Regions from separate parts of the Sus scrofa genome. Here region 2 is linked to region 1. Evidence: chromatin contacts called from public Hi-C data. All regions are on one chromosome and are shown on one strand. Each heading gives the region's core, a stretch centred on a gene start, on an enhancer-like site or on the middle of the called end of the contact. The rest is flanking DNA. Distances are from core to core; before and after follow the strand shown. Region 1 holds the start of C14H1orf198. Region 2 holds the start of COG2 (conserved oligomeric Golgi complex subunit 2).

Region 1 (4,451 bases), core at 1,142-3,641:
GGATTTTACATACTTTGGCTGATGTCCCTCATTTATCTCATATTATATTTATATTATGACTTCTCTGGCAATAAATTATATTTGATCTGAAACAACTGGGTTATGTTTTTGCAAGCAACATTTATTTTTGCAACTGCTGTGAAAACCACATGGGACCAAGTTCCTAACAGCACAGAACCCCTTCTATGTGACTTACAAATCTACTTCAAAAATGTCAATTAAATTTCAAGAATACATCTTTAAACATCACTCACCCATTAAACAAGGGCTAAAGGGGGAGAAAGTGGGTTTCAGTGAGCATCAACTTAAACTGAGATAAAATAGTACCCAAACCCTCAATCATCTCCTGGCTTCCTAAATAATTCTTCACATACTGTGCAACCTAGGTTATTATTTGGTGGCTTTTCTCAGTGCTTTTCAATATATTATGTTGATAACACTGTTGACAGCGGTATCATTTATTGTAGAGCTTGTCACATTTGACATTCTGAAAATATTTTCTTAGGAATCTGGGCCAAAAGATAAGGCCATCTCACATTTAAAACAGAATTTTGCAAGATATCTCCATGACTGTTTTATTACTAATTATTTTTTGAGATAACATTGACTTATTTTATAAACTTCAGAATTTTCCAAGTGTTACTTTATTTTTTTATTTTATTTTATTTTATTTTTTGTCTTTTTGCTATTTCTTGGGCCGCTTCCTCGGCATATGGAGATTCCCAGGCTAGGGGTCTAATCGGAGCTGTAGCCACCGGCCTACGCCAGAGCCACAGCAACGCGGGATCCGAGCCGCGTCTGCAACCTACACCACAGCTCACGGCAACGCCGGATCCTTAACCCACTGAGCAAGGGCAGGGACCGAACCCGCAACCTCATGGTTCCTAGTCGGATTCGTTAACCACTGCGCCACGACGGGAACTCCTCCAAGTGTTACTTTAGACGCAAAGCTCCTTAGTAACACCTGAAATACGGTCTTTTTTGTTTTAAATGTGGACATTTAATCTAGTCCGAGACCTGTTACAGTGTTGTGCAAATCAGCCAAGATAGAAAAGCAGACAGGGCTCTGCACAACTTTGATAGATGTATTCTGGGACACACCTGGCCCCCAACTACTGGGATGCCTATGAAACGACTCCTCTACTCAACTACTCCTCTGCCTGAAAACTTTCTGCTGCTCTTCAGTTGGTTTGCAAACATCCAACTGCCAAGAGTTTTGCGATTTCTGAGATTCCAAAGGAAATCTTGGAGAACGCAAAGGCCACTCGGCAGGCTTCGGAAAAACGCCTTCACCTGCAGAAGCAAAGCGAAGAACAGATTCACCAGCCCGCCGGCCCGATGCCTGCCCAGAAGTTCCGAGCTCTCTCCTTTTGGGGAAAAGCGCTATAAGGATAAGCTACCTGGCGCTTCATTTTACTCCTGTCTTTTCAGGAGGCGCGGGAAATGATTTTCTTTAAACACTCCCGACACCAGTCCAGTCTCCCCAGCTCTCTTCCGTGCCCTCGCTGCCCGGCGCCCACCCCTTCTATCAGCTCACCGCTCTGGGACCCTGGCCCAGGTCTTGGGATGGCTCAAAGAAAGCGAAGATGGCTCAACGGGGACAGGGACATGATAGGAATAAGGCGGCCGTTGGCTCAGTCCAGAAATGCCGGGCTTTCTTAAGCACAGCGGAGGGAGAGAAAAGTTTCCTTTGTCAAGCGACCACGTGGCGCTATGGCGGTCACTACCAGCAATCCTGCCAGAACGCCGGGTGCAGACTTGGGGACACGCCAGTCATCTCCCGCGCTGGCCAAGGGAAGCCCCGAAAAGTGGAGGCACCACGGAAGCCGAAGACAGCAGATCTGGAGGATGCTGTGAGGAGCGGAGGGCGGGATCCTTGGGGGGGTGCATGGGGCGGGATTCCCGGGGGTGGGAGGATGCGGGAGGCGGTGTTCCTGAAGGTGGGGGCCGCGGAGGGTGGGGTTCTCGGGGGCGGGGTGGACGGATGCAAGGGGCGGGGTTCCGGGGGTGGGGGCGTAGGGGGCGGGGTTCCCGGGGTGGCACGCAGGGGGCGGGGTTCCCGAGAGTGGGGGCCGCGGAGGGCGGGCCTCCCGGGGATAGGGACGCAGTGGGAGGAGTTACCGGGGTTGGGGCATGAGAGGTGGGGTTCCAGATGCGGGGGGCCCACGGAGGGCAGGGTTCCCCGGGGGTGGGGGGCGCAAAGTGCGGGGATCCAGGAGGAAGAGGTGGGCGTGAGCAGGGCTCCCGGAAGCAGCGGGGCGCGGAGGGCGGGGTCGCCGGAGTTGGGCGGGCACGGGGTGGGACTGCAGGAGGTGGGCGGGCTCGGGAGGCGGGGTTCCCGGGGGCAGTGGGGCGCTGCTCGCGGGGCGGCGCGGGGGGCGGTGCTCGGGCCGCAGGGCGGGGGTGGGGGCGGCGCGGGCGGGGAGCGACGGGCTGGCAGGGCATGGCGTCCATGGCGGCGGCGATCGCGGCCTCGCGCTCGGCGGTCATGAGCGGGAACCGGCCTCTGGACGACAGGGAGCGGAAGCGCTTCACCTACTTCTCGTCGCTGAGCCCCATGGCCAGGAAGATCATGCAGGACAAGGAGAAGATCCGGGAGAAGTACGGGCCCGAGTGGGCGCGGCTGCCGCCCGCGCAGCAGGACGAGATCATCGACCGGTGCCTGGTGGGGCCGAGCGCCCCCGCGCCCCGCGACCCCGGGGACCCCGAGGAGCTCGCGCGCTTCCCCGGGCTGCGCGGGCCCACGGGCCAGAAGGTGGTGCGCTTCGGGGACGAGGTAAGTACGGGCCGGGCCCCTACCCGCGCCCCGAGCGCCCCCGGCCGGGCGGACACCTGCCGGCTAGTGGCCGCCGCCGGCAGGCGCGCGGGCAGGGGCTGCAGAGGAGAAGGTGCAGGACCCGGAGTGGGTGGGAGGGACGGCCCAGATCCGGAGCTCTGGGGGCCGGGGCTCCCGGGGATAGTTTGGAGTATCTCAGAGAGGAGGTCTTTCTAGACCCTCCACCGCGACTTGCCCCGCCGGGCAGCATGGGACCCGAAACCGCTCCCAGAGCTAAAAGGCAGACCGAAGTGGCAAGAAGAGCAAGGGATTAAAGCCAGGCAAACCTGAGTTCTGTTCCACTCTGCCATTTAGCTGTCTGGCCATGGGTCACCTAACCTCTTGGGGCCTCTGTACCCCCGGGGAAACCGGGAATAGTAGTACCCATCCCAGGCCTGCCAGGGAAGGCGATCAGCAAGTTGTATATATATATATATATATTAATATTAATTATATATATATATTAATATTAATTGATGAGCTGTGTGGGGAGCGTGAAATTGTGAAGATAACAAGCAGGAAGAGGTGCCTTCCAGGGTTAGGAGGCAAAATCCGAAGCCCTAAGATGTTTCCGAGGAATCGTGCTGTGAAGCTTTGTTTTGGGAGTGAGCTTGGTGGTCCCGTTTTCCCACCAAAAAGCTAATGTAGACGTTTACACAAGCCCTGGGAAGACTTTGGTACATATAAGGGCATGCATGGGCCTCTGACCTAGACATTCATTGTGCCGGGACTTTTTGGAGGGGCGGTCATTGTGAAGGGAGAAAAGACTCAGACCCCAGGGAAGAAACCTCAGGGATGACCCACACAAAATTGTTCTGTGCTGCCCAGAAAGTTGGTCTTTTTCTTGGGAATGTGGTTACCTAAAACCTGTTGGGTGCCATTAGAATTTGCCTTCAAACTCAACTTTTGCTGTGAAGGTCAAAGTGGGACAAGCAGACTGAGAGGTTGGCATCCTGTGAGGGCCTGGAGGCTGCGGGGAGGAGGGGCTGGGCTTGGAGAGGTTTTCCGAGGAAGTTGTGAACGGTGGAAGGAATTCTAGTTAAGAATGAGGCTTAAATCTGAGTTTTAGGCGTGGGTGTGCTGAGACACTTATTAATACAAAATGTTTGTGGCTATAAACCCACTTGAATGCGAGGGAAGTGTGAGAGGACGGAAATATGCTGCCAGCGTTGCCATATCCTGACAGAATTAAAAGAAAAGTCTCAGAAGGCTTTGCCAGGAAAAACGAGGGTGTGGTAAACGGAAGAGATGAGAATATAGGTTTGAAATATATTCCTAGAGCTGAAACATTTTTAGTGTGAAAACATGCACCTCTCCAAAGACATTTGCAGGGTTGGTGCTCAGATCTGGGTGATGGAAAAGCAGGCAGGCCCTCTTTGGAAAAGTTAGGAATACATGACTTATGCGAAGACATAAACCTGCAAGTACTTAGAGATGTTGGAGCGTGACTGTCATTTTCCCTGAGCTTGCTGTCCGGCTAAGAATATACACATGCCTGCTCATCATCAACAAGCCCAGGCCCTAAAAGGGCCCAGTGTGGCTGATAAGGGAAGAAGACATGGCCAATTTTCTACTCTTGATTCCTTACCTGGGCGTCAGACCAAGCTGTTAGTGAATTTGTGAATCTGTAAACCTA
Region 2 (4,157 bases), core at 1,380-3,879, 190 kb after region 1:
CAGTTTCCAATCAAATGGCTGGATTTCAAGTAATCTCAACTCTCCTAATGCAAATCTGATATTCCCTAACTTTCCCAAAGGCACAAAACATGCCCAGTTATAAAACATGTTGAATGAAACACAGATGTAGGACTATAACCTGAGAGCAAGCTCTCCACCCATCATCTCTGCCAGCAAACTAAAACTCATTTAAAAAAATGTCTCTTCGAAGGAAGCACAAATTGCAAATCACCTCTCTCTCCAGGTCCCACCTAGAAAATCAACACCACTTAACACAGAACAGCTGTTGTGTGTGTGCTCTTCACCTACGTGTGAAGTCACATGTATCAGCACTACAGACTGCAGAGCAGTCAGCCATGAGAGGCCATGAAAGAGGCCAGGAGCCATGAAAGAATATGGAACGGCTGCCATTCCAGCCATCTCCCCAGTTTCCTACTTTAGAACTTACATCTTGAGGTTTCTACCTTCCAATGCTGCTTTGACTAAAGGCATTCTGTCAGCTCAGAGCAATAAACACGGTGCGCCTAGTGAGTCAGAAGGAATGCTGGTGCTGAGCCTGAAGGAAGCCTTGAAGAAGGCCAAAGGTTGACAAGCTCTCTGTTTTCTGAGATTCCAGAAATCAGAAGTCAGAACAAGGCCCCTGATCTCTGCCTGTGCCTTTTCTTCTTCCAAGGCGCTGCTCCTCAGCATATCGTTCCCCAGCATGTTCCCTTTTTCTACCCTGGCTTCAGGACAGCGCTCAGCCAGGGGGCGGAACAAAGGTTCCTGGAACACACAGTTCACTCTGTACTCCCTTTCAAGCTACACCCTTCATTAGAGGGATTTAGCAGAAACTTCACTGTATAAGAACAAAAGTGTTATTCCTGGGTCCAGACAGACCTGCATACTAAAAAAGATACGGCCACACTGGAGAGGATACAGGTGTAATTACTTTAAAACCAGAAATGAGATCTGAAGGCAAGTATCGAAAAGAGATAGGCTAACTAACCTAGAAAAAGTGAAATCAGATCATAACTTGAAGTCATCAAGAAAGAACAGTAAGAGATTTAACCTCACTTGCCTAAAAGTTTAGGTGTCTACTGAGCCAAAACTTTTAACATTTTAACACTGAAATCAAAACCACCAAGTGGTATCAAAAATCCCCATCCTGAGTTTGGGATTAGCAGATGCAAACTATTACATTTAGAATGGATAGGGAGTTCCCGTCGTGGTGCAGTGGTGAACGAATCCGACTAGGAACCATGAGGTTGCGGGTTCGGTCCCTGCCCTTGCTCAGTGGGTTAACCGTCCGGCGTTGCCGTGAGCTGTGGTGTAGGTTGCAGACTCGGCTCGGATCCCGCGTTGCTGTGGCTCTGGCGTAGGCTGGTGGCTACAGCTCCGATTCAACCCCTAGCCTGGGAACCTCCATATGCCGCGGGAGCGGCCCAAGAAATAGCAACAACAACAACAACAAAAAGACAAAAGACAAAAAAAAAAAAAAAAAAAAAAAAAAAAGAATGGATAAGCAATGAGGTCCTGCTGTTATAGCACAGGGAACGATAACCACTCACTTGTGATGAAACATGATGGAAGACAATATGAGAAAAAGAATGGACATATATGTATGACTTGGTCACTTTGCAATTGATAGAACACTGTAAATCAAGTATAACTTCAAAAATTTTTAAAAATCCCCATCCTTAGAAATTCAAAATAAATATATATTTTTTGTAATGGTTTAAGAACTGACCCAGAGAGATACGCCAAACAGGTATACAAAGTCCTTCCTGGCTCTGACTGAAATCCTGGTCATTTTCAAGGCGGTGCTTTCTGACCCTTTATTATCTGCAAAATGTTTTCCGTTTATATTTCTATTCTATCTACGTAAGTTTATATCCTACAATTACCTGCAGACCAATTTCAAGTAGGGCAACTTCAGGAAAAGGGAATGGTTTGCTTCGTTGTAATGCAACAAAATCAGTAAGAATATCCTAATCTTATAAATATCTCAGAAGCTTTAGGTCAATGTTATGAAAAGCATTTCCGTCAAGTGTCTTTTTTCCCCACCTGATCTCTGGGTGGGGACGTGGATTCTCAGACTTGGTCAGTACTTACAGTACATACTTCTAAGTGCAAGGATCTGGCCAACAAGCTTGTCTGGCCAAGGACCTGGCAACCAGACCGCTCTGCATGGCAACGGGGTCGGGTAATAACAGGGTCTTTCACACTGAGCTCAAAACCACTTGCCCAGAACTTCCAGGCCTTTCCACACACTACGCGCGACTTCGCAGACGCGCTTTCTCCAGTCTGCACCTGCCACACCTGAGGCCGAGAGACTCACTGCAAGCGCAGCGAGGTCCCGCCGAGGGCCGGTCTCGCGCGGGCGCGGCCCTAGACAGGGCGGGAGCAGGCGGGAAGGGGCGCGAGGCCGGGCGCGCACCTTCATGAACTCGTCCTTGTCGAAGCAGAGTGTGTCCGGCCCCTTGGGCAGGTTCATCCTACTCTTCTCCATCCCGCCGGTCGCCGCCTCTCAGCGCTGACACCCCAGCAAGGAGAAGCAGCCGGCTGCGTGCACGGACTCGGCGGCCGCAGCCACGACCCGTTTCCACGGCACAGAGGGCACCTCTTCCGCCAACATGGCAGCGCCCGCCCCGCAGCCAATCAGCGAAGTGCACCGGGGGGCCGGCCTCCGTCCGCCGCCCCTAAGAGGGGCGCTGGGACAGCCGCCGCAGCCGCGCTGCGGATCGTGCTGCCCTCCTACGGGAGGAGGGCGTCTCTGCAGCTCACGCTGGCTCTGGCCACTTTAGGGCTCCCAGGGGGGCGGGATTGAGTGTGGAGAGAGCAGCAGTGTGGGTGGGGGGGGGGCTCCCTCCCAGCCACCCTTTCTGCTAGGAAAAATCTGTCTGCAATGTTCTTCCTGCGTCTTCTCCCTATCTTGCTTCGCGGAGAGAGCATGTCAGCCTCTGGGTTCTCAGGCCGGTGGTCCAGGCTTGGGCTCAGTGCCAGGTGGGCAATCCAAGAGCAACTTGGGGTCTTCAAGGCTCTTAAAGGAGCTCCTCATAACCTGCCTAGTCACTAAACAAATACATCTGCACACATGGTTATTTTTCATCTAAACCAGGAGTGGGCAGATGTCAGAATCTGTGGCCAGTGTTGGTGCGATCAAACCGGGAACTGAGGTTTGGCACTTGCCATCAGCCTCTACATGGATTAAATTGTGAGCCACTGCAGCTGCCCACCCGCAGCACCCCTGGGTGGAGTTCAGGGTGGAGACCAGAAGTGAAGTACTCTGTGCTCTTAGGAAACTGGAAGAACAGGTCTTAAGATAGTCAGATATTTTTAGGAGAAGATATTATGCACCCAATTCTTGCATCTCCTATCTAGAAAAACACTAAAATCCTTCATGGTGATGTTTGCTCCTCTTGACTAGTAGTAACCTTAAGGACGCCAGCAGCAAACTTCTGTAAAATGTGTGCGTGGTTGCATGCACCTCCCCCTCACCTTTATCAGATACCCCGATACTATTTTCCCTGCCTCTTTGGAGCAGTATTTCGGAGCTCTCTGAAATGGATGTCACGGCCATCTGCAAATGAAGCCACCTCCAAGCATGGACCACAGAGGGAGTCCTGAGGGAACCCAGGCTATGAGAACCTAGGCTACTTGCCCTGATAGCTGAGGTGCATATCCAAGGAATGATTTCAGCGAGCCCAGACCTCTTTTGTTCCAACTACTTGTCCTTTATTGCAAAAAAACCTCTTGTATATCCCGACTCCTCTCTCATCTCCTCAGAGCAGTTTCTCAGGGCCACCTGAGATGCTGTCTCCTAGGCTTCATTTTGCCCCAAATAAAACTTAACTCTCAGGAGTTCCTGTTGTGGCTCAGCGGCAATGACCCTGACTAGTATCCATGAGGACAAAGCTTCAATCCCTGGCCCCTCTCAGTGGGTTAAAGATCCAGTGTTGCTGTGGCTGTGGCCAAGGCCAGCAGCTATAGCTGTGATTCGATCCCTAGCCTGGGAACTTCCATATGCTGCACCTGCAGCCCTAAAAAGAAAAAAATAAACTTAACTCTCAACTTTCAGGTTGTGCATTTGTTTAAGTCAACAAACCCACCCCAACATCTCAGACTTTCTTCCTCCACCTGCCCCCATACATCCCAATTTTATTTTGACATTCTCT

The links. Hi-C and Micro-C count contacts between places; a contact is called where the count stands out from the background.
Region 2: a Hi-C map of skeletal muscle shows a contact between it and region 1, with 6 times the contacts expected there. The contact joins the promoter of COG2 here to the promoter of C14H1orf198 in region 1. A contact is called at or near these places in 2 of 47 Hi-C or Micro-C datasets (liver and skeletal muscle).

The regions. Positions count from the first base shown.
Region 1 is chr14:59,514,363-59,518,813 of Sscrofa11.1, forward strand. It overlaps C14H1orf198, which reads left to right and starts at 2,392. Exons shown (of 4, transcript XM_001927098.5): 1 at 2,392-2,776. The coding sequence starts at 2,444.
Region 2 is chr14:59,701,377-59,705,533 of Sscrofa11.1, forward strand. It overlaps COG2 (conserved oligomeric Golgi complex subunit 2), which reads right to left and starts at 2,630. Exons shown (of 19, transcript XM_021073991.1): 1 at 2,420-2,630. The coding sequence starts at 2,491.